5 separate regions of the Hordeum vulgare genome follow, and all the other regions are linked to region 5. The links are chromatin contacts, called in public Hi-C maps. All regions are on one chromosome and are shown on one strand. Each heading gives the region's core, a stretch centred on a gene start, on an enhancer-like site or on the middle of the called end of the contact. The rest is flanking DNA. Distances are from core to core; before and after follow the strand shown.

Region 1 (5,179 bases), core at 1,335-3,834, 290 kb before region 5:
TCCACTATTGAAAATTCACGCCTCTCATATTTCAGAGTGGTAGCAAAATTTCTTCAGAAATTAGGGAGCTTAGCGATTATACACTCCATGACAAATTTGCTCGATAAATCGCACTTAAGAACCTCAAGTTCTTTAGCAATGCAGCTTGTTCTAATATAGAACGGTTCTCAGCCATTTTATAATCATGAAACTGTTTCATAACATACATCTCGCTCCCAGCATCGGTGGCCCTGAATTTATATTGAAACGCCTCCCACAAGTCTTTAGCAACGTCCACATGTAAATATGTGTCAACAAACTTATCTCCGATCACGCTTAAAACTGCTCCAAGGAAGTAGACAATTGCCTCCGTGAACGCCTTCTCCTGTTTAGGAGTGATCGTCTCCGTAGGTATGAGATCAGCTCATTCCCGCAGCGCGGCGCAGCACGTCGTGGCGTGGCATAGGAGTGCGCGCGGGCCTGTTCTCTTCTCATGCTATAATATCATATAGAAAAGAAACTCTCATAAAGGGATCCAACTCCTTCTTCATTAATAGGATGGGACTAATTTTCCAACATCCATTGTCATACCACCACCTACATGGACCCTTAGATATTTCTAAAATTGTTTCATGAGCCTTAAGCCCATCTCAGATTTCAACAGTATGGCCGCTTTAAATTTGGAGGGGGCAAGAGCACACGACACGCCCATCCAATCGTGAAACGACCATCCATCTCTCTCGGCAAGAGAACATGAAAATCAACCACTTGAAGCTGTTTGGTTCTGCTCAGAATTGCTCGGAGCTGCATCACCCAGGTTCTTTCAGTGTTACTTAGGGCTGACTGGCGCAAAATGAAAAAAAAGTTGACCCAAGAACACAACAATCTTTTTTATGACGTCTTTGTCTTAGGTGTGACCACTGGCTGTTGACATGCATGATTTTTTTAAACACAATTTAGTATGTAAAATACTTTGTCGTGCATAGATCAATTTTGTTAATTTAGCCGGATCCTAACTTTAAAAGAAAAGTCATGGTGGTACAGGATTCGACTAGTGTAATGATCTATTCGAATAGTAGCAGGTTGTTATGAACTATTATCACGTTGTTTACATTTGATCATTACTGTAAATATCAAAAATCTAAAATTAATTTTGTTCCACCATTAATTTGCTTGTAAATTTAACTTAAATTATTTTAACCAACATGCTTGACTATCTGTAATTTATAAATTAATTTAAATTGCTTAATTGTACGAATTACCAGACAAAAGTTAGGATATAATAGCTTCTCTAACATCAATTATATTAGATATCAGAGCTTCCCAGCTTGGCTGCGACCGGATAGTTCATCAGCAAACGATTTAAACACTTATATGTTGCTAACAGGTAATTCTCATTTTATTATATATATATATTCCAGTTGTTTTCAACAGGTAATTCTCATTAATAATTAGATATATTTAATATAAGGTGGAACATTGAGTTACTCCTTCATGGAGTATTTTGAAATTTTCTTATTATCATATCCAATCAAATGGTGTTACTTGTTCTTTATGAACAGTTGATCGTGTGCAGATAAGGACAGTTCACGAGCGGTTCTCCTGTCGTCATTAAACGGTACGATCAGTTTTGTCGCCACAAACATCAGAACCAAGAATGTCAACTGGAACTTGATGATGACGATTTAGTTCCTCTTACGTTGCAGTCGATTTAGTTCCCTCTTATTTAATGAGAATGTCAACGAAATCTTCTGCAGTCGATTTAGTTCCTCTTACGTTGCAGAGACGAAATCTTCGGCCGGTGCCACAAGAAGACATTTTTAATAAAAACAAACAAACAGTTCAACATCTAGATCTGACGCATTTAGGACGTATCATGATGTATTGCCCGTCAGCCTGTTATTCAGACAGCAGTATTTGCAAGCTGAAAACCGTGAAGGGTTGACAAAAATAAAACATAGGCGTGAAGAAAAAAACTTTCGAAAACAGAAGTCGATGGGGGTAAGTATGGCCGCTTTAAATTTGGATGGGGCAAGAGCACACGACGCGCCCATCCAATCGTGAAGCGACCGTCCGTCTCTCTCGGCACTTTGTGCAAAGGGCAACTCGTCCATGGATACAACCGAGCACCCGTTCGTCTGAGCCGTGTCAAAACAAATTCCAAACAAAGTCATCAAGATTCAAACAAAGCAAAATCTACGTGATCTTGGTTTCGGAAGTATAGCCAGATATTGTGGCTTGGAATTAAAAGAAGATGGATCTCCAAACAATCTTCTCCTGGCTGTCAATCTAGGCTCCATGCGGCAGACAGGACCCCATTGAACGGCGCCTGCTGTTGACTCATGATATAGAGCCCTAGTACATCGCGATCTAGAACTAAAGGAATCATCGGAAGAGAAAACCATCGATCCAAGTAGATGGATGAATCCAAGAAACAGGCAGAGTCGATCTGAATTCCACGAACTCAAACAGCTTAAAACGAAGCAAAAAAAAAATGCCATGAGAAATGAGAAAGAGGAATGGTTGCGGCGGCGGGGTGACGAGGGAGGGGCGATGGATGGGATGTTCTTAGGGTTGGTGAAGACCCTTGCATTTTATAGCTGCAGTCCTGCACACGCCACATATGAGAGGTTGACACGTGCCGCCAACCCACAAGACTCTGCCTGGGCCTTGTACCAGCACATGGCGCCCCGGCCCAACAAACAATATTCCAGGCCGATATTGCTTCGTTTTTCTACAGCGCTCTGAATCGTGGGGGGCACTCTTTCGGGAGAGCAACTAGTTTTTTTTTTTTAACTTTCTCCCCTCTTGCTAGGGTTTTTGTCCTCTCGTAGGCGACGGCGGCGTTCGTCATCAACGTTGAGGTCTTGCTCCCCTACGACCTCCCCACGCCACCGTTTAGCCGGGGCTTGTGCTCCCGGCCGGGGGGACGTCGGCGGTTCGGTTAGGATCAAAATGCCCGCGGTCTTTTCACGGGCGAGAGAGATCATGGCGTCGAAAGCTTCATCCTCGGGTACCTCTGATCTGGAGGCGATGATGGAGGAGCTAGGTCTGAATGAAAAGAATCTGCAATATGTAGTGGTCGATGAAAAGGATCTGCCCGAAGAATCCACACGTTGGATGGCGATTGCTAGAGTGCACACACCCAAATCCTACAACCAATGTTGGTTTTATGGCACGATGAGGGTCACCTGGGATCTAGCGCAAGAAGTAAAAATTCGCTCACTTGAGGAGAGTCTCTACACCCTCCAGTTTCAGTGCCTCGGAGACTGGGAGAGGGTCATGGAAGAAGGTCCCTGGTCGTTCAAAGGTAAGGATGTGGTCAAGGCGCCATATGATGGGTTTACTCGACCATCCACCATTGTTCTGGACAAGATCGAGATCTGGGCGCAGATTCATGATTTTTCGGAGGGATACTTCCCGCTGATCAAGTCGCTAGCTGGCACTATCGGTGAGTTCGTTTTCGCTGAGCCAAAATCCCACGACTTTGAAGGGAACTTCTTTCGTGTTCGTGTCAAGATCAATGTCAGAGAACCTTTGAGGAACGCTGTTTCGTTGGTCAAGAACAGGGAGAGGGAGATCTTTAGAGTCAAATACGAAAGGCTACCTGACTGGTGCTTCGTCTGTGGCCATCTAGGGCACCTGCACAAGGAATGTGGAGACGGGGTTCATCCACCCAAAGCCCTAGTCTTCAAGGATCTGCGTGCTACCTGGTTCTTGGGACCGGGTCGGGGGCCTGGTGAAGGGAGAGCTGGAAGAGGAACAAGAGCTCAAGGAGGTCGTGGCAACGGACGTTCTGGTCGAGGCGGCCAGAGCCGAGGACAAACTGCTAATGAGAGGTTTATGCATGAGGATGGTGTCGATGCCGATATGGAGGAGGCAGACATGAATCGTAAGAGAGGTTCCCTCGGAAACATACCGTTACTCGTTGCTCCAGGAACCACATCGTCAACACAGGGAGATATTCCCATGCCCCAGACACCTCTGTTCCGGCCAGTCCTTCGTCCAAGCATGAACCAAATAGATCCAAGACCAACCTGTCCACGGCAGAAAAGAACCTGGGGAAGAATAGAGTGGCAAGTACTAACAATGATGCGCGTTTGGTGGGCCCCAATAGTGGGTCACGCCTAGCGCAATGAGTTGCTTAGTGTGGAATTGTCGTGGGGCTTACAAACCAGCGATAGTTCGAGAGCTTCGGGACCTCTCGAATCAATTTGCCCCTTCTATTGTATGCATACTTGAAACACAAATAGAAGGTTCTCGTGTAGAGGGTCTGGTAGGATCTCTAGGATACAATAAAACTTTTGTTGTAAGCAGCTCTGGTAGAAGTGGGGGGCTAGGCATTTTTTGGAATGAAGAAATAAAGCTAGAAATTCTTGGTTATTCGGAATACCATATTGATACTCTTGTAAAAGAATTGACGGGCATAGAGACTAGGATCACCTTCGTCTATGGTGAATCCCAAGTGAATGAAAGACATAGAACTTGGGATATGCTACGAGGCATTGCAGGAACGGGCAGTTTGCCATGTGTGGCGATAGGAGACTTCAACGAGGTAATCCATGCACACGAACATGATGGAGTGGGTAACCGCAGCCAAGCACACATGGATGCATTCCACGATGCACTGGATACCTGTGGTCTGACCGACATAGGGTACAAAGGACAATCTTGGACTTTTGAGAAGAAGGTCGCTGGAGGAAGTTTTACGAGAGTCAGATTGGACAGGGGTGTTGCAAATCTAGATTTGATGATAGCCTACCCCACTGCCTCGGTGGAACATCTAACAGCCACTACATTTGATCATGCTCCTCTTCTGCTGCGGCTGCAAGAAACGCAAGGGTGCAGACGGGGGCCGGAGCCTTTCAAATATGAGGTTTGTTGGGAGCGGGAGCAATCACTGAAGGAAGTTGTGAGTGGTAAATGGGCTTTTGGTCCGGGAGACTCGGTTGGCGAGGTTAAAGACAAGCTCCTCTCGCTGTCATGAGAACTTACGGCATGGGATCGCACGCACTTTGGCAATGTCTGAAAGGAGATAGCGGATCTGAAACAAGAGCTCAAGATATTGCGGGAAATACCGGGTAGAACCGGACCATCGAGGCAAGAGACGAAAATAGGGGACCGACTGGTTGAACTATTTCATAGAGAGGAAATCTTGTGGAGACAGCGAGCTAGAGTAGATTGGCTTGTTCATGGAGAC
Region 2 (5,157 bases), core at 1,734-4,233, 430 kb after region 5:
TCTTATTCACGAGGATGACACATCGTCTTCGAGTTGACCTTGCACTTGACACCGTTCGTCTTATCCGAGCCGGACCAAAGGAAAGACCACTCGATTTTGTTGAGGCTATATAAAGAGCTTGGCGACATGACTTGGGAGGAGGTGACCGATTTGACAAGTGTCGTCGTCTAATGGTGGTAATGTTTTGCCCCTCCCAAATGACCAATTTAGCAGCCGCTTTGTCTTCGAGATATTGGAAATTCACCTTTCTAAGTTGCCAAACCGAGAGTGGAAGGCCCAAATATTTCATACAGAATGAAGCTCTAGTTGCCAGCACGCCTTCAATTCAGCTCTAGAGGTCTTTATGAAAATGTGAAAAGACATAGGTTGTGTCGACCACTGAGGCTCCTTATGTGTCATCTCAGTTAGATTAGGCGGTGCTTGTCAGCCCCGCTCTCCTCGTCCCTATCCCCCACTGATGGACCCCACTGATCCGGACTTGAACTCTTAAATCTTAAATACCCTATAAACGCTTACGCTTATACAGCACCAACTCATCGTTTAGGCCAGTGCTTGTCCGCACCGATGACAGCCGTCGTATCTCGATCAAGCGTGTCTCCATCTTCCTCCCCTTAATAATTTCGTCTGTCCCAGCATAGGCAAATGCGTGTCCTACATTTCCACAATGCACGTGAATTCCACGTACTAGAGCAACCTACGAACCTTGTCGCTCTAAATTCGTCAGCTACGTACATTTTACAACTTCTCACTGGCAACCACACAGTGGGAGAGCATGAAGACCACATATCGTCGTGAATCATGGTACCACTCGCTTCTACTCCCTCCGTCCCATAATGTGTGAAAACGTCTTACATTATGGGACGGAGGGAGCAATTAGCAAGGTCGCATCATGTCAGGGATTCCAGCAAAATACTGATGCAGAAAAACAGCCCAATGGATGAAGTTGAAAGACAAGGTTAAGTGACATAAAATGCATCACAAGAATGCAAAACGGCTGACACACAATCAATGGAGTATACTGCGAAGAACTTGTACTCGATTCGCTTGGAAATGTTTTTAATCACAATGCATGCACTTCCAGTTTGAAGTTGCTTATGATAGGACACGCAGGAACATAACAGTGGACTAGATAGTTTGTTGCTGCTTTCCGACACAAAATAAACCGGCCATCAAATAAAATCAACTCCAGGTAGCCCATCAGTAGAAGAAAAACGGAGAACACCATCCTGAATCAACCGTAGATAAGCTCTCCTGCACAACATAGATAAAGGGGGTCAGGACAACAAAGTCAACATTGCACATGTTTCCAACTCAATGGTGTCACATACTCCCTCTGTCCCAAAATAAGTATCTCAAGCTTAGTACAATTTTGTACTAGAGCTAGTACAAAGTTGAGACAGTTATTTGGGGACAGAGGGAGTATAATATAACTGATGTACAGTAGTACACAAGATATCACTTAATGCAACATCGGGTTTAGCCTTTCGCTGTTTTTGTTGGGATCAATACGTAATAATTATATTTATCAATCTTCTTAGAAGGGTACATAAAGATCTTAGCTTCTTCTTAGCATACAGAATGTAAGTCACACTTATGTTCCTACACAATTTAGTTATAAGAAAGGTTCTGCCAAACTATCATGGAATTTAACTAACTTTAACTCGCTGTCCCTTCGACAGGGAGCAAAACGACTTCCAAATGTCAATGAACAATGATTCATTTTCTCAAAAGTGACAAACTATTGAGAAGGCCTTCAAATGACTTAAATCCATGTGGACATATGAAGTTCAACAGAACACTAAACCGGTTTGCTAAATCATTTTTCTAACATATCATCTGATAACCATTGATCTAACCTACTAATGACAGAAGGTGAATACAGCTAATAAATCTTACCCCGCTATATTAAAGTATCATATGGTGATATGCAATGTCATAAATGCACAAAATAGTGATACAAAAAGACGGCCTGCAGTAACTTCAAGGTTGATACAACTCTCGCCATAGTTCCAAACCATGCATAGCCAACACAATACACAGTGCAAGCTATAATCACACATGATACCCAACAAATGTGCCATTCAACAGTTTCCTTTGCTATTCCATAACTATAACAGCGAAGTGCAAACTACATAAGTGGTTGAACGTTGTGAAGCTCAAGGATGTCTTGAGAATTTGCATCACTGGTACAATATATACTAATACAACTCAAAGGGTGCTGAACAATACACTGGAAGAATGAAGTGCATGTGAAACAGATCACACCAAGATCATTCAGATCCTCATACAGTTCCAATATTGGCGGTCATATCTAGACCAATCAATTGCCACTACACAAGTGATTCACTGACAGCCAAAATTCGTACAAACCCACACCCAATTCATCAAACATGTCCATAGTCCCCACAAGAACAATTTGCATCTAACCTACCACACAGCACATCCATGCGGCCTTAACTAAATTAAAACCATACGACAATCGTCAAGCAGACGGGGTTCAATCACCCGAAAAGCATCTCATCGCACCACCGGATCGGATCAGGAAAACAGAAATGGTACAATCGAACCCTCACCTGCGCGAGGCGGATCCGGATCTAGTGACCGCCGTGCTTCTCGAGGTGCTCGAGGTGGCGGCGCTCCTGGGGAAGGCCCACAAGGTAGGAGAAGGCCATGCCGCCGAAGCAGATATGGAAGATCGGCTCCGGCGAGCTGGTCTCGATGTACTTCTCGATGTAGCGGTCCACCGCCTGGTCGGTGCTCTTCTTCACGTTCGCCCAGGTGAGGCGGGGCTTGAGGTACGCCGGCACCTCGCGCACCTTCATCGCGCGGATCTCGTTGTACAGCGCACGCATCGCCATGGCCGCGACCTCGGAGATCTCCCTCTCTCGCTCCTCGTGCGCTCGGAGTCTAGGGTTCGTTTGGTCGTTGGCTTCGGTGAGGGAGGGGCGGATGAAATGGCACGGGAGGTGGGGGATTTGTTTGGGTAATCAGGGGAGTATTGGGTTGGGCTGGGCTTAAATGTTACGGTGATAAGGGCCAAGGTAATGCCGGGCCATCTCTTTAGATATATCGCCGCAGCCCTGTTCACTTTCCAAAAGGATACAATCCCTAAAAAACTTATAAGGGCCTCTATGATTCATGGAATTTTATAGGATTTTTGGAGGATTGAAATCCTAGGAATTTTTCCTAGGTAGGTCCTTTTATTCATATGATTGGATTCAATAGGATTTTTTTGTATGAAATCCTTTATACTATATTTCGTAGAAAATCTAACATCCACTCCAACTTTTTTTACAATTCCTTTATTTTTTTTCCGTGGCATCTCACACTCATTGCTAATTCTATAGGATTCGAATAGGCATGCCACGCCGCAGCGTGGAGACTTGAGTGCGACAGAAGTTCAAAGGGTCCTACCTTGACCTCGCTTCCCTCCATCGCTCGACAACACTGTCGCTTCTCCTTCGTGCAGCAGGGAGAGACCAACAATGCTTTCTACAAGATCCATGCATCCCACCGGCATAAAAAAACTTCGTCACCGAACTGCATCATGGGGCATCTATTGCGAGAGACGAGATCAGCATGGCGCGTGCGATGCACGAGCATTTCACCCCCATCCTTTGGGTTACCCAAAGTCGTGCCTTTTCCATTCAACCTGGACCTCATCGACGCACGCCAGTCCTGCCTTGAGGAGCCCTAGAGGCCTCTTACTAAGGAGGAAATTTGGCATGCGGTCAAATATCTTCCCACCGAAAAGCCGCCTCGCCCCGATGGATTCACCTCCGAGTTCCTTCATGCATGTTGGTCGATCATCAAAGGGCGACTTCTCCGAGGCTTTCGACAAATTGTTCACCATGAACGGTCGCGGATTCCAGAAGTTGAACGAGGCACTGCTCACATTTGCTAACATTGGACCGACAATGGAGCATATTCAGCCAAATCTTGCTATCTAGCTCTATTCCATGATTCCGTGTGAGCACCCTTCTCGAGGCAGACATGGAAAAGGTGCCCCCCGCGAGTGCAAAGATCTTCCTATGGTTGGTTGGCGATACGCCTCCAACGTATCTATAATTTATGAAGTATTGCCATGTTTACAACAATTTTATATGGTTTTGGTATGATTTGCATGAAACTAACCCCGGCTAACGTTGTTTTCAGTAGAACTATCGTGGTGTTGTTTATGTGCAGAAATAAAAGTTCTCGAAATTGGATGAAACTTTTTCACGATTTTTTTTGGAAGAAAAGAGAAATACTGGGGCAAAGAACCACCAGAGCCCCCCCTCGTGCCCACTAGGCACCAGGGCGCTCCAGCCCCCACACCCCCAAGCGTGCCCTGGTACCTAGTGGGCCCGATGGATGCGAGAGGTGGGCCAGGTGGCCCACTAGACATCAGGTCGCACGAGGTGAGCCTAGCGCCCTCGTGCCTAGTGTGTCACCTGGTGGGCCCCCTCGGGCACTTCTTCATTCCAGTATTTATTTATTTATTATAATAATCTTCGTAAATTTTCAGCCCAATTGAGGATGTGCAAAATAGGTATCTGAGACGTAATTTTTCACGTCCAAAATTCCATCTGTCAGCATTCTCCCACTTGATGTAAACCTTGCATATTATGAGAGAAAATGCATTAGAATTACTCCACCAAGTGGCAAAATGCATAAAACACTATAAATAACAGTAACAAAACATGATGCAAAATGGACGTATCAACTCTCCCCAAGCTTAGACCTCGCATGTCCTCAAGCGAAAGTCGATAGTGAAAATAATGACCATATGCTTTGAGAGAGAGGTGTCGATAAAAACAAAAATAGACATAGCAGCATCATGCTCATTATTATAATAGCAAATAAAAATTTATAAAATACTTCATCGCAGCATTTTCATCATATAACTTTTATCATAAAGGCTTCTTATAAACAAGTGATAATTCATCACAACATCGAAGTATGAAGCATAAACTCTATTGAAAACTAGTAAACTATGGTCTGAGTCAACTTTGCAACACAATTCATCATATCTTCAGGAAGGGTCACGTGTTGGAGAGTTTAAGCAAGTCTACATACTCAACCATCATTTAGTCTTCTATGATTGCTAACACTCGCCGCATACATATGAGTAAAAGATTTCAACCAATCACATAGAAAGATAGGGGCTTATAGTAT
Region 3 (5,484 bases), core at 1,295-3,794, 410 kb after region 5:
TTCCACTTGGACGGTCCATATCGTGACCATCGCGGTGGGCTCGGCCCCTGTCGACCCTTCGCTGGGCGATATGCCCTCTTGCGTCGGGCCTTGGGTCGTAAGTATCGTCGACTTAACGCCGATCATCATGATGTCGGGACCCATAGGGCCCACCCCGCGGAGGGGTGCGTGAACGGCGGCGATCTTCGTGATTCATGGAACGGCTGCCTCCCCTGTGCCGCTGATGGGAACCAGGGCTGTGAACCGGCCGATGCGTATTCGCATGAACAGAACTATTATGGATCCTGTTGTGCGACTGGGAGACCGCCGAATTCTGCTGCTGCGCCGTGTGCAACAGGGCTCGGATCTGCTCGATCCCTCTACCATCCTCTGAATCAGTCGGCTGGAGGGAATCGGCTATCTTGGCAGCCGCAGCCAAGTTGAGGAGGGGTGTGCGGAACAACTCTATGTTGCTCCGTCGAGTGTGCCGACTAGCAGAACGGCGAGGTGGACGGCGCGCGCCGGACGTTTCGCTGACCTCGCGCTCGCTCCGGCCAGCTTGACGGGGATCTTCATGGGAGTTGGCCATGTGGACTTCAGCTGCGGGTCCGCGACCCGCATACTCGGAAGGAAACTCAGTCGGAACCGAGTCCGAGTGCTGGGACAGCGGGGCAACCACAATGGACTCTAGAACCGCCACTTGTGAAGACGTGTTCTGGCGCGCCTGGGCGTGTTGCACCCAACGCTGGAGCCGCGGACGGCGAGACCGCTTGCTGCGGCGCGTGACGGCGATGCAGGTCAACACCAGAGCCGACTGTTGGAGAAGAAGATGTCGAGGGCGCCGGCACGGAAGTGCGTAGCCCCACGACGGGGAAGCGCCTCGACGTCGAGAGGAGCATCCCGAAGCCACGCCGAATCGTCGATGATGAAGGAGAGAGCGCCGAAGAAGATCTGGTGACCCATGCTCGAACCTCCACCGGACGACATGATGAAAGGAAGTAGTCGCAAACTCGCCGGAAGTCGCTTAGACGCCTGCCCCACGGTGGGCGCCAACTGTCGTGGGTATAAGCCTGACAGTAGATGTGTAGGATACGAAAAGGATGGGCAAAGCCTTAGCTATGGCGAGGTTGTATGAGTTGAGGCCCCTCTGCGATGGAGGTAATAGCCCTACGTCTCAGTGCTCAGGGAGCTTGTTGTCGAGTGGAAATATGGAATACAATGAGTTGCTCACCCTTGCACCAGTGGGGAAGGGTGGCTTATATAGAGTGCGCTGCCCTTCACAACGGTCGGTGCGCAGGGGTGGAATAATGGCGAATAAATACCTACGTTACAGGTAACGTACGACCTAAATGCTAATAAAAGCGTGAGGAAACGTACGACTGTTTCCCTCCTGGGGGGTTACGATGTACAGAGTGGAATCCAGTCGGTCCGATCGATACGCTCCGAATGCTCGCCTTCGACTGGATGGTCGGATGTCTGTTACCGACTGGATGATGGGAATTCCTTAGTTCAGTCGGAGCTGACAAAGGGCCTTGTCCCTTATGAAGGGTGGTCCTTGGGTAGGACCTATAAGGTAGGCTTATGACCCTACCCTATGACTATAACCCCATCACAGTCTAAATGGCGTTTGTGGATATCACCTAAAAATAAGTGGCGTTAGTGAACAGCCCAACTAAGCCCATGAACGCCAGCGGCGTGTTCATCTCCTTCCCCGACACCCCAAGCTGCCAGCGTGCCGTACCTGTCGGCCGCGGCTGCGATCACCGCCGCCTTCAGGCCCCATTACCAGGTGGTGGCTCCGGACGACCTCGTCTTCCCGTACAACGACGGCGGCCTCCTGGTCCCACACGCGACGTCGTCCCCCTTCTCCTCCTCGTACCACCACCAGCAGCAGCACGACGTCGTCGCACAACTGCTTCACGAGGCCACCGGCGGCGGGGCCCTCCTCCCGTTCGGGAACAACTCGTCCAACTCGGACGAGTACCAGCAGGCGCACTGCAGCCTGGCGGAGGAGCGGCGGCGGCGACGGATGGTGTTGAACCGGGAGTCGGCGCGGCTATCGCGCATGAGGAAGCAGAAGCAGCTGAGCGAGCTGTGGGCGCACGTGGTGCACCTCCACGGCGCCAACCGCCAGCTGCTCGACCAGCTCAACCGCGTCATCAGGGATTGCGAACGCCTGCTGCGCGACAACGCCGGCTTCAGGGACGAGGGGGCCAAGCTGCGGGAGCGGTTTCTACCATAAATGCACCCTGTATCAGTTCGCTTTGTAAATACGCGGCACTATGTGAACATCACATACGCCATAAAATAATAATTGGACTAGGACATAATCCCATATAAGAAGTAGCGGTGAGAGCGTTCAAGTACCACAACACCCGGTGAGATGTCCATTTACATCCTGAGCCTGATCCCATCGCGACCCCTGGCATGCAGGCGACCCGGATGATTTCTGCCAGTTGTTTTTAAACGTTTCCGACGGCTTTTTGGTGCACTCGTTCGACAGGCCAGTGTTTTAGCCCTGCCAGTTTAAGTATGGAAATCATAGTGTTCCTCAAAAAAAGGGTGAAGCCCAGCCCGTTACATAAAAAGTACCCCGCCGAAGCCCAGCCCAGGAAACTCCCCCCACTTCCCCGTACCTTACCCGACCACCGCCTCCGCTCACCGTCGACGACTCCGACTCCGACTCCAACTCCAACTCGAAACAAACCCCAAAGCCGCCGCGGCCGTCTGCCTCCTGCCCCAGACGACCGCGCCGCAAACATGGATTCGCTTCTTGCCACCTACGCCTCTTCAGATGAAGACGCCGACGAGAGCATCCCCTCACCCGCTCCCGCTACCCGCCGCGGCGAGGCCAGCGGAAAGCCCGCCGGCGGCATCTTCTCCGCGCTCCCGCAGCCCAAGTCGGCGCCTATCTTCTCGTCGCTCCCGGCGCCGAAATCCGCCCCGACCTTCTCCTCCATCCCACCTCCCAAATCCTCCGCTTACTCCGGAAACCCTAAGCGCGTCGTCCAGTTCCGCCCGCCACCGATCCGCCAGACCACCGGAGTCAGCTCGGACGAGGAGGATGACGCCGAGAAGCGCCGTCCCAGCGCCAGCGAGGCGCCCCCGCCCCTGTCTGCTGGATCGGGGCCGGTGTCTTCGTTCCTCCCGGCGCCCAGGCACTCGCTTGGGTTTGGCTCCGGCGCAGCCAGGAGGTCGGCCGTAGACACCGCCGGGCCGGAGAGGTCAAATCTTGGTGCTGCTGGCCCCTCTAGCTCGGCTGTCAACAGAGGGGCGCCAGAAAGGTCCGATACTGGCCCTGCCGACGAGGACGGTCCTGAGGAAAGCAGTGATGAGGACGCCATGCCTGCTCCGGAGCAGCAGCAAGAACAACAGGGTCTTGGTGTCGGAGCTGGAGACGTCCAACACCAGGGTTATGATGCTGGAGTTGGAAATGCTAATGGGTACGAAGGTTATGCATGGGATCCAAACTATTATGCAAATTATGGTTTGGATCCGAATAGCAATTTGAATTATGGGACCGAACCACAGTATGCAGCATATGGAGTAGAGCAAGGTGGTGGGTATGGCAATGGATATGGCGGGGAGCACAGTGGTGGATACGGGCATTCGACAGCGCCGCCATGTGGAGGGGAATATACTGGAGGTTACAGTGCTGAGGCGGTGGCAATGGCAGCTCCACCAATGCGGGAGCCAGCACTTCCACCAGAATTGGGCAGGATTGGAGTGAAGAGAGGTAGGAGGGATATGCCTATGGAGATTATAGAGGTGAATCAGGCAGAGCTGGTCAAGAACCGTCCAAGGGAGGACAAATCCAAGCTCACAGGGATGGCCTTTGGTCCTAGTTACCAGGTACAGACAAATCATTCCCTGATAACATGGCATGACTTTTGCTTCTTGCTGCATTGTCATTGTGCTCAGTTTACTGTCTTTGATCGATTTTCCTTCACCTTATAGCCATCATCACTACTATATCTAGTCAATGTTAGATAATCATATTTTATTTTTTCAAGTGATACACAGACAGTGTAGTACGCATGCAGCATTATTCATGCAATTTAGGTCCTGATAGCAGTCCCCAGCAATTACTCTTGGTAGTGGGTTTTTGCTTGCCACAATTTTAGTTTTTAATTTGCAAATCATCACCAATAAGGTAAACATATCAAGTACTGTACCTGACAAATGATAAGTCACTATTGATAACTTCTCCAAGCTGTAATTATGCTAGTAATGCTTTCAAGGGTGTTGTCAATATCACCAGATCATCACTGGAGTAGATGACCATGTAATTAAGTTTTGTTACGAAATGAACCATATAATTTGCCAATTCATATTTCCTTAGACTTAACGATAAGTATACTAGCTAATCTAGCTTATGGTTTAAACCATGTTTCTGTATAAATTTGTGCTATTGGACATACAATTAAAATAAAATTAATGAAAAAGTTACCATTCTGTTCAGTAAAGAACTATTGAAGCTATTATTACTCCGTTTGATAGAGATGCAACTTTGAACTTCAGTTGTCACAGTATATTTAACATTTTGCAGAAAAAATATTTCACTCGTAATATAGTCATATAATTTCAGAAAGCTGTGACCAAACGAATTAGTTGTTATTACAATGTACTCGCTCTGTTCCATAATTAAGTGTCGGGGTTTATGGAATGGAGGGAGTAGTAATATACTCCCTCTGTTCATTATTTTAAGATGTTTTGGATATTTCAATATAGACTACAGACAGACTGAAATGAGTGAAGAAACACACTAAAATGTGTCTACATACATCCGATTTATAAAAAAGTCAGAACATCTTAGTGATTGGAGGGGGTACCTATTATTTTGCATTGAGTATGTACGCTCCTAATGGGTTTGCTGATTGCCTATACCAGATGGGACTTGTGAGCCAAGACAAACTTGTTTTAGTTTAGGTTATATTAAAGCACAGTTTGTTAGATTAAACGGGTAGCTTTATTAAGCAAAATCGCACTACATGGAATTGACAAAATTAGAGCAGGTTCTGTATTTATTATTTAATCTGACAAGATTCACACAGCGTTCAGTACTTCAGTTAATTTTAAATTAAATATGAGCTACAACATTACTTTGACAATATGCATAAATAAAAGAATAAGGTGATGATGTGACGAGGTTGTGCCTGGGTATTGGATACTCCCTCTAATTCAAGACCTCTACATACATTTGAAATACAGATAAGCTAGAGTTCTGTTTTCTTGTGTTAGGTCTCCCTAATCCAGGACCTTGTGTCGTAGGGTGTAATGGTGGTCCTGGGTTACGTCTTCACAGTCCAATTGTCTAGGAAAGGAATATGCTCGGGTAGTAGAACTTTGAAATCACAAACTAAAAAACAATGATGAAAAATAGAAGGATGGCTAATATCAAAATATGGTCTTGTTAATATCTGATGATCCTACCAAAGGTAGACCTTTTTGATAATATAAGTTGATGATAATTGATATGTGGTCCATAACCCAGGGTGCATTAGA
Region 4 (5,619 bases), core at 1,042-3,541, 380 kb before region 5:
GCGCTCGGGCATCGGACGACCATGGCCCTCTCTCTGTAGAGAAATACAAACTTGTGGAGAGGCTCGTATAGAGAAAAGAAGCACGGGAGAGAAAAAAAAAGATGGAGGAAGAAGGGAAGGGCTGACCGCCGATTAGGGAAGAGAGGAAGGAGTGAGGAAGAAGAGAGGAAGGTTGGCTGCTAATTAGTACTGTACTTCTAAAAAGATAGTTCTCGAGGCTCCCTCGCGGCATGAACTCGTAAACGAGGAAGCGTTGCTCGTCCTCGAGGTAATATCCAACGAGCCTCACGAGATTGCGGTGCGAAAACTGCCTGAGGTAGTTCATTCAGCCCGCACATCCGAAGTCAAGAACATATATTCAGTGATGACATGGGGATTCGGAAATTTCAGCAACAAATTGGTTTTCAATGTGTGTACAAGCAAAGATTCATAAATTTCAGCAACAAATTTATTCTGAATGTGCATACAAGCAAAGATTTATAAATTTCAGCAACAAATTTATTCTGAATGTGCATACAATCAAAAATTCAGAAATAAATTAGGAACACATGGGTGAAGACTGAACACCACTCACGGTGGCCCTAGAACCTTCCTGGTTGAGCTTCTTGATGGTGATGACCATGCCGGTGCCAAACCGTGCTGACGCGAAGGTGATCTCGTCGACCCATCCCTTGAACATTGAATCGAAGCCGCCCTCGCCAAGCACGATGTTCGCCCGGAAGTTCCTGGTGGCCGTCTTGAGCTCCTTGAAGGCGAAGCTCTACACGCTGGCGGACTACAGGATCTCGCTCTACGGCGTCGGCGACATCGTCGTGGATGGTGCCCCCTTTCCCCTTCCTTCTCTACACCACCCTGATCAATCAACCAACAAAACGTTTTGGTCATGGCTAGGACGAGATCATCAGAAGAGCAAACAAATCGAAGCAAAATCTGAGTTTTGATGTTGCATTGAGACCACGAGCTTGGAGGAAAGGTGCTTTACGGGCATGTGAGACAAGAAGATTAGTCCAAAAATGAAGGAATGGTGTGTAGTATAAGAGAAGGAAAGGAGTAGCGATGAGATAAGGACGCAGAGGGCGGTCAGTGCTTTTCTTTAATGAAACGAAAGGAAATTTGTCATGTACCGGCTAGAAGCTACTGGATGCACGTGTGTTAGCATTGATTTTTTATTTTCTAAAACTATGTTTCTAAATACAAGTCTTCTTAAAAATATTAATACGAATATATATATATAGATATATTTTAAAATATAATTTTATTAATTTTGGTTTGTAGTAGTTCAAAAGTACATATTAAAATCTAAAGACTTATATTTAGAAAATGAGGGAGTACTATAGTTAGTAGAAAGTTGAGATACTTATTTTAAGACTGGGAAAGTATAATAACTAAAAGTGAGTGACATATTGAAAAGAAACATTTTTTAATGAGAAGGTATTTGAAGCTCGCTGATACTTGTTAACCATCAAGATATTCCTCAACTCTGGATGTCATCGATGTCATCAGTAAGATAGGGAAGAGAGAGCGAGGGATGGAGAATAGAGAGAGTGCGATAGCGGTGCATCTTACTCGCACCATGTTTCGCCCCGCACGACATCTGGAAGGGAAGGACTACCTTCCGTTGTACTATCCGTCTCGCAGCTCTGCGTACCCTAATCGATCCTCATCGAGGCCCGAGGATAATGTTCGAGGAAGTGGTCATGATGGCGTGGAGGGTGTGCCCCTACTGTTGAAGGCAACGTGTCAACAAAAGAGTGACAAGCATTATAAATTCTTTATTTTCTGGTCATCATATTTTTAAAGTGGGAAAGCATAAGTATGATAGCGTCTCAGGTAAGAAATCTCTACTACCCGTTGCAATGCACTGAAAACACGTTTTTTTCCTTTCTGAAAGGCACGACCGTGCCTTTCGCGATGGTAAAATCGTGCGTCTCGCGGAAGCAAAACCGTGCTTCTCGTAGGAAAAATAAAAGCAGAAAGCGCGTTTCTTTTCTTTTCGGAAGGCACGGCCGTGCGTAAAAAATCGAAAAAAACACTCTAAAAAACCAAAAACACGTGCGAAATAATAAAAATAATAAAATACAAAAAAACACTTAAAACATGACACGTGACGATGGCTGAAAACGCGTCAAATGACGATGTGTGGGAGTGATTGTTAGAATGCTCTTGAAAATGCGATCGTCTAACTAGTTGCTCAGGCCAGGTAGGAGTTCCCTATAATGCAGCCTACCAAACCGAATACACAGGGTTCAAAAGTCAGCATGCTTCTATATAGCTGGGCTTTGCCAGGACCGGTTCCAAAAGACGCGCCTCGGAATTGTAGCCCATCGCCGTCGCGTCGTATATACTACAACGGGTTGACCCGGCGCTCCCGTCCAATCCAATCCAAATCTGCTTCGGCAAGCGACCCACCAAGCCGATCTCTCTTCTCTCTCTCCCCCCTGCGCTGCATCTTCCACCCCCAACCAAACCACCACCAACCACGATCGGCGCGCGAATCCACCTCGCGAAACCCTACCTAGTCCCTGCCCGGCATGGCCTACGTGGACCACGCCTTCTCCATCACCGACGAGGACGACCTCGTCGGCGGGGCCATAGGGGGCCCGCGCGGCGCCCCCGTCAAGGAGATCGCCTTCGCCGCCGCCCTCCTCGCCTTCGGGGTCCTCGGCGTCGTCGCCGGCCTCTTCATGGCCGCCAACCAAGTCGGCGGTGACACCGCACACGGTGAGACCGAATCTCCTTTCACGGTCCTAGTTACTGCATCTAGGACCCTGAAGTTGCTGCAATTTTCTAACTACTGCTGTATGAATATTTGGGGATAGTATTTCTAGCTAGAGTTGGTATTTCAAGGGCTGTTACTTGTGAGAGCAATTGATTGATGTTTATTTGGCTGGGACATGTATATATATATTAGTATTTCGGAGTTGGTGTTTGGGAGCTGGAAATGTTACTTCTCTTTTTTTTGTTATAGAACATGTGATTGATGAAAAACTTGACCGCAAAAAATACTCCCTCCGTCCGAAAAAAGCAGCACTAATTTGGTGCTAGATACATCCATTTGAGGGACAAGCTTTTTCGGATGGAGAGAGTATATAATAGCGGCTTTAGATGTCCATGAGCTGTTTGCATTTGGTGAGAGGCTTTTAGTCAACACAGTTAAAATTCAGTGAACCGTGCTGGGGGGGGGGGGGGATTGTGGTTTTTTGTTGTTGCTGTTCAGAACAATGCTTCAGTGATATGCTTCAGGAAAGCCAGCAGTGAGAGCAACAGAGACTGGGTACTAAACGCTTAGTATGATTACACAACTGTAAAATTTGTAGATGATACTCCCTCCGTTCCTAAATAAGTCCATACGGAGTAAAATAAGTGAATCTACACTCTAAAGTATGTCTAGATACATCCGTATTTATTCCGTAGTGAAATCTCTAAATGGACTTATATTTAGGAACAGAGGAAGTAGTTAGGTTAGAAGCAATCCAAAATTCCTCTCATCTGTAATATATGTGATCATGATGTGGCTTTATGCTAGGATGTCACTTGTAGCATGGTGTACATGTGAGATCTTAAGATGTGATTTGCCACACAAAAAGCTTTAAAATTCTGTTTGCTCGTTGACTCTCATCCTTTCAGAATAGTGATGCAATATCAATATTAAAGTCGCACTCATGAAGATATCTGCTTCAATAAACTTTGACTACAATTGCAACTTTTTTGTTGGAACAGGAATATTCTTCATGGTTTTGGGCATTGTAATGTTCATACCTGGATTCTACTACACAAGAATTGCCTACTACGCATACAAAGGATACAAGGGCTTCTCTTTTTCAAACATCCCACCAATCTAAAGAACATGTGTTTGCAAACTTGTTCGGGTCCTTCCATCAAATGGCTCTACTGATAAAGCAAGCAGCCTTGGTGTCCTGTTGTTCGTTATGTATACATTCCTTCTACTTTGTAGAATGAACTACTGGTAGATTTGTGCATATAAATGCTACCATAATCATGCATTATGGTGTAGTGGGCAGAAAGGTTGTCAACTGTGTGATTATGTTGAGTTGCTGGAGTGTGCTGCCTCCCGTGTCTGCGAGGAAGGAGACTGTAGTGTTTGTTCGCGTGGAATATGTTACTGTGTAGTAATATCCTCTGTTGCCCGCATTCTCTGATCTGTCTTTATGGGTTCTCTTAAGTAATCTACTCCCTCCGTTCATAAATATAAGTCTTTATTTAGAGATTTCAATATGTACTACATACAAAGCAAAATGAGTGAATCAATGTTTTAGAATATGTTTATATACATTCGTATGTAGTTCGTATTGAAATCCCTAAGGCTTTGTTTGGATTACCTTTTGGCCTCAAATACCTCTATAGAAAATTTATTTGGGATTACCGTTTCGCCTCAAATACCTCTGTAGATCTTTTCCCACCGTTTTGTTTCCGTCTGAAAATCTTTTAGCCATGATAAAATACACATATAAAATTAATACACATGTAATTAATTACATCGCATGCAAACGAGGCCTAGAAGGGCTTAGTCTAGGCCTTAGACTGGTCATAGTGGTAGTAACTTAGAGCAACTCTAGCAGGCCCCGCATTCCGTTCCGGCCCGTAAAATAACCGTCAAAATGCGGGTCGGGATGGAAAAACCTGTCCGATCAAACCCCACATTCCGTCTCGGCCCGCAAAATATTTTAGGGGGCGCGGCAAAATCCCAACCCCAACCCGGGAAAATGCGGGTTTTCCTCTCGCGGCTGCGGTGCCTTCCATATATGCGGAAGCGGTTGGTGGTGGACATTTCATCCCGCGCTTTCTCCCACCAACCACCTCTCCTCTCCCCCCTCGCGCCGCCGCTCAAGATTCCGACGACAGCAGCAGGCAGGAGCTTGTCGGAAGGCCGCCACGCGCACGAGGCCTCCCCTCCCTTCCCCCTGCGTCGGCGGGCCGTTGGATTTGCAGATCTGCGGCACTTCATCGCGGGTCGCCGGATTTGTCTTTTTCCGGCCGCTGGTTGCTGCCCAAGGCGATGGAGTGGTCGGGGAGCCTCTCCCGCAGCCCAGGCAAGGGGCGCATCGCCGCATGCAGGCACGGGTTCGTCCGCCCGCCGTCGCCGAATGTTTGCGGGCATGGACTCGTACGGCCGTCCACCGGGCTTGGCGCTCGCGCAGCGTCTTTGTGGCCTGCCTATGCCGCTCATACAGTGCGACGACTGCCGGCGCCAAGTGCGGTAGCTCATCACTTCGAGCTTCCTCATTCTTTTGTGTAGGACGATGGATGCTCATTTTGGTTTTGGAAAGGCCAATACATTGATTTGTTAATAAAAAACTTAATAGATGTTAGTGCACTCCTTAGTACAATCGAAGGCAATGATGCGGCTGCTTGTGCAACTAGAAGGGAAGCAACGTCTACTTCTTTGGAACCAAAGATGAAGAATGAAGAAAGCAAGATCAACAATGAGTGCATGAAGAAGATATTGCTTCAACTAGTGGGAGCAGTTATGGAAGTTGGAAATCTTCTGAAATGCATACTTGTGGTTCTTGTTTTCTTTGGTTTGCTATTCTAGCCAAGAATTGGTGATATCTTTTGTATGTATAATGTTGTTGCAAAAGCAAAGAAAAGCATTGTGCT
Region 5 (5,566 bases), core at 787-3,286:
GTACATTACAAAAAATGGACCACAAGCTTTGCGCATGTATTCTCTCGGGGTTCTTATCTTGAACTTGGTCTTTTCAACCTTGATGACATCTTCACATGAGCTATTAAGGATTGTCTCTTCAATGCAAGGCCATGCATGATCATCGGTGACCCATCATTGATTCACCATGAGTATCATCTTGGTCATCACTGGATCTTCCTTATTCTCTATCACAATCTCTTGAACGACAGGTTGAATTGACCGTTTCAATCAATTGCCTTGATAATTTATCAACTCTTGAGCTCACCATGGCTTTACCTTGAACTATTTTCTTCTATTCATCCAGTCAAGATCTTGGTCCTTCACGACTCAACTCATAAAGCCCGTTGATGGCCACTTATGAGTTCCTCCAATGAACTACATCATGACCATTTCTTGTTCTTCGCATAAATTTTGCCTTGCCATATTTGCTTCACTCATTGAACTCAATCTTTATGCCTTGAAAGTTCTTTTCACTTGTTTTCCCGATCATAATATACTCATCTCTTTTAACTCAATGATCTCAATGCATATCTTGATCTAGATGAGATTCATCACATATTCGTCCAATAACCTCCATGTATTACATATGAAATAATTCCTCATATATAACTCGATGAAAACATTAGCCTATTGGAGCAATCATTATTACTAAAATTTCAAACTTGATCTCGATGCCATCCATCCAATTTTGAATAACCTCACATGTATACGCCTCGGCCAAGGCTTTGATCTCTGATGTGCCTATATTAGCACACAATCAGCAACCTACCATGGTAGGTTGAAACTCCTCCATAGTTTGCAGTATCCCAATGTAGATTGAAGCCATTTCTTTCGTATTGCTTGGGTCATATTTTATATGCAATCACATATATTCCGTAGATTTGATTATTTTCTGTCGCAATTAAGTAGGGTATTTTTGCCCACGGTGGATAGGCGAAAAATAGCTAGCGGTATTTATTTGTTCTAGCTTCAAAGGTTGTATAAGAACTTAGGTGGATTCAAATATTTAGACAATTTCCTAAGGATTTGTTATTTGCATCACATATTAATAGGATTTTTTTCTCCCGCTCGTAAAAAGAAACTTTGTTTGTAATGTTCAACTTGCAGTTGTATGAATTTTGTTGCACGCAAAATCCCGCATCATTGAAAGTGTGACATTGTAATTATGTGTTTTTAGTTTTTGGACCCCAATACTGATGGAGAATCAGAGTTTTAGGGCTCCAACGGACGTCCTTGAAGCTGTTAGATCACAGTCGAATGAATGCCAATTCCTCTGTGCAACATGGAGATTTTTCTGCCATTCCTTCCGCTACATGGCAGCTTTTGCCACCAATCATGGTAAATTTATGAAAATTGTCAAAAATGAGATCCATGAACACTAGCATCCAGGATTTAGCTTTATAGAATAATCCCGTTCAGGGTGAGCATCAGAAATCCGACCACAACGGGATTCGAACCTTAGCCGCATAACGAGCCACTACCCACCCTTGCCACTAGGCTACAACCTAGTCCTCAAATTTATGAAAATTGCCATGACAACTTCAGTTGGTATGACATGAGAAGTTTGGCGCGCTCGATGGGAAAACGCCTTCTACAAAACGTTCGGCAGATAACATTTCCCTACTTTTCTTTTTTACCTTTGCAGTAAAATAACGGAAGAACCAGATCATTTTTTTCCCTAAAGCCAACAATAATATACTGGGAATACAAATGGGTAGACAAACGGGACAATCCGCCCCACAGCTAGCACGTGCACGCAAAACATGACGATGGCATCCATCCAAGGTTCCGCCCCCGACCCAACGGATCTCCGTGTCAGCAGGGCCCCATTCCCTTTCCCCTGCTCGGCTTCGGTGGGTATCATCAGCCAGCCTCCCGTCGCGAGAATAAAAATCCCATCAACGCCCTGACCCATCAACGCCCAGGACGCAAATTCCCTCCCCTTTTCCCCCCTCAAAAATCCTCCTAAACCCTTTTCTTTCCCTCTCGTCGCCTTTCCCCATCACCCCTCACCCACTCCCCACTCGCTCCCTATCTACCTCCCTCCCTCCGCCTTTTTCACGCCCGTTGCTCCCGCACGCCACTCGTAGTCGTCCCTCCCTCACTCCGTTTCTCTCACTTCGCCGCCACTCCCAGAAGCCAGCCGGAGGAGACCTACCTCTCTCTCTCTCTCTCCTCCCCCTTACAGCTGCTAGATTCTAGAAGCCAACAAAACCAGACGGGGGCGAACCAGAAAAGCAAAACCCCAAGTCACCACTGCCAGTTCTCCCTCCCTCCCTCCCTCTCTCTCTAGATCTGCGCGAGCCTCGGTTTCCGCGATCGCTGCCCGCCGCGGTTGCTCCCGCCGCGCCGTGCTGCTCCCGCGCGCGCGCGCGTCTGCTGATGGTCCGCTAACCCGAGGCCGGAGGGAGGGATGCGGACGGGAGGCGGGTGCCTCGAGCGGGCGGGGGGTCGGCTGCTCCTCCCGCTGCTGTTGATCGCCACGACGGTGGCATTGCTGCCGCGGGCGCTCGCCCTCACCGACGCCGCCGACGGTAAGCTTCCCCCCTGGTTGCTGACTTTGCTCTGCTTGCTTGCTCTGGCTTACTAATTGGATTTCGTACCGACGCCGCCGACGGTGAGCTCCCCACTGGACCCTGGTTGCTGGCTTTGCTCTGCTCTGCTTGCTTACTCTGGCTTACTAGTAATTGGATTTCGTACCGCCGAGCCCGGTTTGAACGGGCTGTGCTGCTGTGCAGCGATTGTTCGGGAGGGGCGTACGATTTGTCGGTGGAGGGGGCGTTGATTTCCATGCGCTACCGTTGCACCAGTGGGTGGTGAGAAATGTGCTGGGTTTTGGTTCCGCTGATTATTCAGCTTGGTGCGGCAGATTGGTGAGGGGTAGGGGTGTGGGCTTGTGCCGTACTCCTGGAGGTCATGGGCCCATTCGATTTGTGTGCCTGTTCGTGGAAGCAACGATGTCGTGACATCAGACAATTCCAATGTTCTTTTCGATGTGGAGGGTGGAGGCTGAGAGCGATGTTTTTGCTACTGAAGCAATGTGGTGGCCTGTTCTGCAGACTATCATCATTGCCGATGGCAATGGGGGAGATACGTGTCTGCTTTCAGTTAGGATTTGGTTGCAGCGAAAACAAAAAATGCAGCATAATGTCATGGAAGATTGGTTAGGTTGCTTGTGGTAGGACGCAAGCTTTGATCTAACTTGCGCTTGCAGTCCCTCTGATTAATAAGGCCAACATAGGTCTCAGTCATAGAAAGCTGTCATGTAAAATGTGGCTAAATTTGGCTGTTCCTTGTGCACAAGTGGCACTGTATTTGTAAATGCAGTTGCATTTTATTCAGTATGTGGATGTATTTTTTTATGCATTACCGATGTTACGATACATCTTGTTCGTTCCTAATGGCTTATTTGCCCTTCCATTTTTTGCATGCAGTTTCTGCTATAAATGGATTGTATGTTGCACTTGGATCGCCAGCTCTTCCCGGATGGACTGCAAATGGTGGAGACCCCTGCGGTGAGAAGTGGCAGGGTGTTGATTGTATTGGCTCAAGTATAGATGCGATGTACGTCAATTATTCTTTAAATTCCTTTCCCTGGTAGAACTTTTATATTTTGGGCTTTTATCAACTCATTGTCTGTAGAAATTTTGTTGCTGCAACGATGGGAGGACAGCTTGGAAGCCTAGGAAACTTCACGGCTATAACCACAATGTAAGGGCCTTCGTCGTCAATTTTATTCCCTCACTCATGTTTGATAGTTGTATCATCTAATTATCCTGTCATACATTCCATGGGTGTTTGAGAAAAAAAAAACTATATTCCATGGGTGAATTAAGAACTTCAAGGGGTACATGTAACTATAGGCAGAAGTTACGTTGTCCTCTTATCCTGATTGAGCTTTCTGAGTATTTACTCTCCTTTGTTGTAGAAATCTTAGCAACAACAAAATCACCGGAACTATACCAGATGATCTTCCTGTTACACTGCGGAATCTGTAAGTTCTGTTCTTACATTGTGCAGCTCCTTGTTCAAAAAATAAATAAATCGTGCAGTTCCTTTTAAGTGTTTCTGATTACATACTGCGCAGTTTTCTCTCGGACAACCAACTCACTGGAAGCATCCCGATGTCGCTATCAAAACTTAACAGTTTAACAGCCATGTAATTTATCATTTTCCCTGAAAGCAAAAGAGCCACATATTACTTTCCTCTGCAAGCTGTCTCACTCAAGATCTGTCATTCCTTCTTTTCTCAGGTCACTCAATGATAACCATCTCGATGGACAACTACCAGATGCTTTTGGTTCCCTTGTTGGACTTATAAACCTGTAGGACTAGCATATTTCTCTCTTTTTTGGTACTCGCCCTTAATCTTCATCCAGCTTGCTGATTACATTTGAGCTTTCATCACAATTCACAGGGATATTTCTTCCAACAACTTCAGTGGTCCATTACCAACTTCGTTGGGAAACCTGTCATCTCTAGTTACCCTGTATGTCTAGCCTACAACTTCTTTCTTGCATTTTTCCTTTTTGGCTACTTTCTTTTAGATTTTCTAATAACATGCTATTTCACAGGCGCATGCAAGATAATCAACTATCTGGGACCCTTGATGTGTTGCAGAGTCTGCCCCTCGGTGATTTGTATATCCACATTCTCTTTGCTGATTCACTTATATTAGCACAACAAAAAATATAAAACAGAACATTGCCAATTATTTGATCAGTTAATTGTTGATTTTATAAGAATTTGATTGCTAAACAGAAACTTTCGTTTAGTCATTGTATAGATATCGAATTTGACTGCAATTTGATATAATTCTGGAGTTGCGTACAAGTATGGCACACAGTTTCTGCCTTATTTAGCATAGTCAACCTCGAATTTCCTCAGTCAAGGCTGTCCAATTCCACATCCTTAAACAATGTATATGTCAGTTACGCACTTGGCTCTGTAAGTACAATGTGTAATCAGTTACAAAAAATGTATGTAGCAACATTTTTACTGGTTAGAAGGAACAACTCACTAGATAAGTAATTTTGCATCTCTTATTTGAGCCCTTTATGTACTGTACTGCCAGTTCTGCTCTGTGCTCCAGTTGTTTATCAGGACAGTGGCATCTCAGTGTTTTGTTTATTTCCTACAAACAGTTCTACAAAACAATAACCAGCCAGTACCATCTTTCATGTGATGCATGTGCACTGCAATGCAGATGATTTTTGTGATTAATAAAGAATATTGATGTCAGTCAAACTACTTCGATCCAGTTTCCAATCCAGATCTTAGCTTTGACTTTTGTAATGAATACAAATATATGTGCTTCGTTATGATAATTTATTTCCATTTTAACAGAAATATAGAGAACAATTTATTTTCTGGACCGATTCCTCCAAAGTTGCTCAACATACCAAATTTGAAGTAAGAAACATTTTCCCTATTTCAGGTTTATTGGTGTCTTCTACAATGGCACATTGTGCTTGTATCTATATAAAGAATATTTCCTGTACTCGATACTTATACAGCTTATCAAGCGACTAATTCTTTTTCCTAC

What was found. A called contact is a pair of places that touch in the nucleus more often than the background predicts.
Region 1: a Hi-C map of seedling shows a contact between it and region 5, with 2.2 times the contacts expected there. The contact joins the enhancer-like site here to the promoter of LOC123401201 in region 5. A contact is called at or near these places in 2 of 6 Hi-C or Micro-C datasets (leaf and seedling) and 1 of 1 datasets of contacts at active chromatin or transcription factors (embryo).
Region 2: a Hi-C map of leaf shows a contact between it and region 5, with 4 times the contacts expected there. The contact joins the promoter of LOC123401703 here to the promoter of LOC123401201 in region 5. A contact is called at or near these places in 2 of 6 Hi-C or Micro-C datasets (both in leaf).
Region 3: a contact with region 5 is called in a Hi-C map of seedling, with 5 times the contacts expected there. The contact joins the promoter of LOC123402539 here to the promoter of LOC123401201 in region 5. A contact is called at or near these places in 3 of 6 Hi-C or Micro-C datasets (leaf and seedling) and 1 of 1 datasets of contacts at active chromatin or transcription factors (embryo).
Region 4: a contact with region 5 is called in a Hi-C map of leaf, with 6 times the contacts expected there. The contact joins the promoter of LOC123401529 here to the promoter of LOC123401201 in region 5. A contact is called at or near these places in 4 of 6 Hi-C or Micro-C datasets (leaf and seedling).

The regions. Positions count from the first base shown.
Region 1 is chr6H:126,593,392-126,598,570 of MorexV3_pseudomolecules_assembly, forward strand. No RefSeq gene overlaps it. Among protein-coding and RNA genes, the nearest start is that of LOC123402750, 62 kb to the right of the region's middle. Within about 2 kb of position 2,585, at least 3 of the 3 cell types and tissues checked have open chromatin away from gene starts, as enhancers often do. A contact at or near this core is called in leaf and seedling, where this site is marked.
Region 2 is chr6H:127,313,534-127,318,690 of MorexV3_pseudomolecules_assembly, forward strand. It overlaps LOC123401703, which reads right to left and starts at 2,984. Exons shown (of 2, transcript XM_045095558.1): 1 at 2,574-2,984; 2 at 1,010-1,251. The coding sequence starts at 2,858. The coding sequence ends at 2,595.
Region 3 is chr6H:127,293,970-127,299,453 of MorexV3_pseudomolecules_assembly, forward strand. It overlaps LOC123402539 (translation initiation factor IF-2), which reads left to right and starts at 2,545. Exons shown (of 2, transcript XM_045096463.1): 1 at 2,545-3,831. The coding sequence starts at 2,740. It overlaps LOC123405210, which reads left to right. Exons shown (of 2, transcript XM_045098988.1): 2 at 1,671-2,221. The coding sequence ends at 2,221.
Region 4 is chr6H:126,511,917-126,517,535 of MorexV3_pseudomolecules_assembly, forward strand. It overlaps LOC123401529 (transmembrane protein 230-like), which reads left to right and starts at 2,292. Exons shown (of 2, transcript XM_045095357.1): 1 at 2,292-2,721; 2 at 3,721-4,152. The coding sequence starts at 2,532. The coding sequence ends at 3,842.
Region 5 is chr6H:126,888,862-126,894,427 of MorexV3_pseudomolecules_assembly, forward strand. It overlaps LOC123401201 (protein STRUBBELIG-RECEPTOR FAMILY 3-like), which reads left to right and starts at 2,037. Exons shown (of 16, transcript XM_045094938.1): 1 at 2,037-2,555; 2 at 3,456-3,585; 3 at 3,664-3,732; 4 at 3,950-4,015; 5 at 4,109-4,180; 6 at 4,275-4,346; 7 at 4,439-4,510; 8 at 4,596-4,661. The coding sequence starts at 2,435.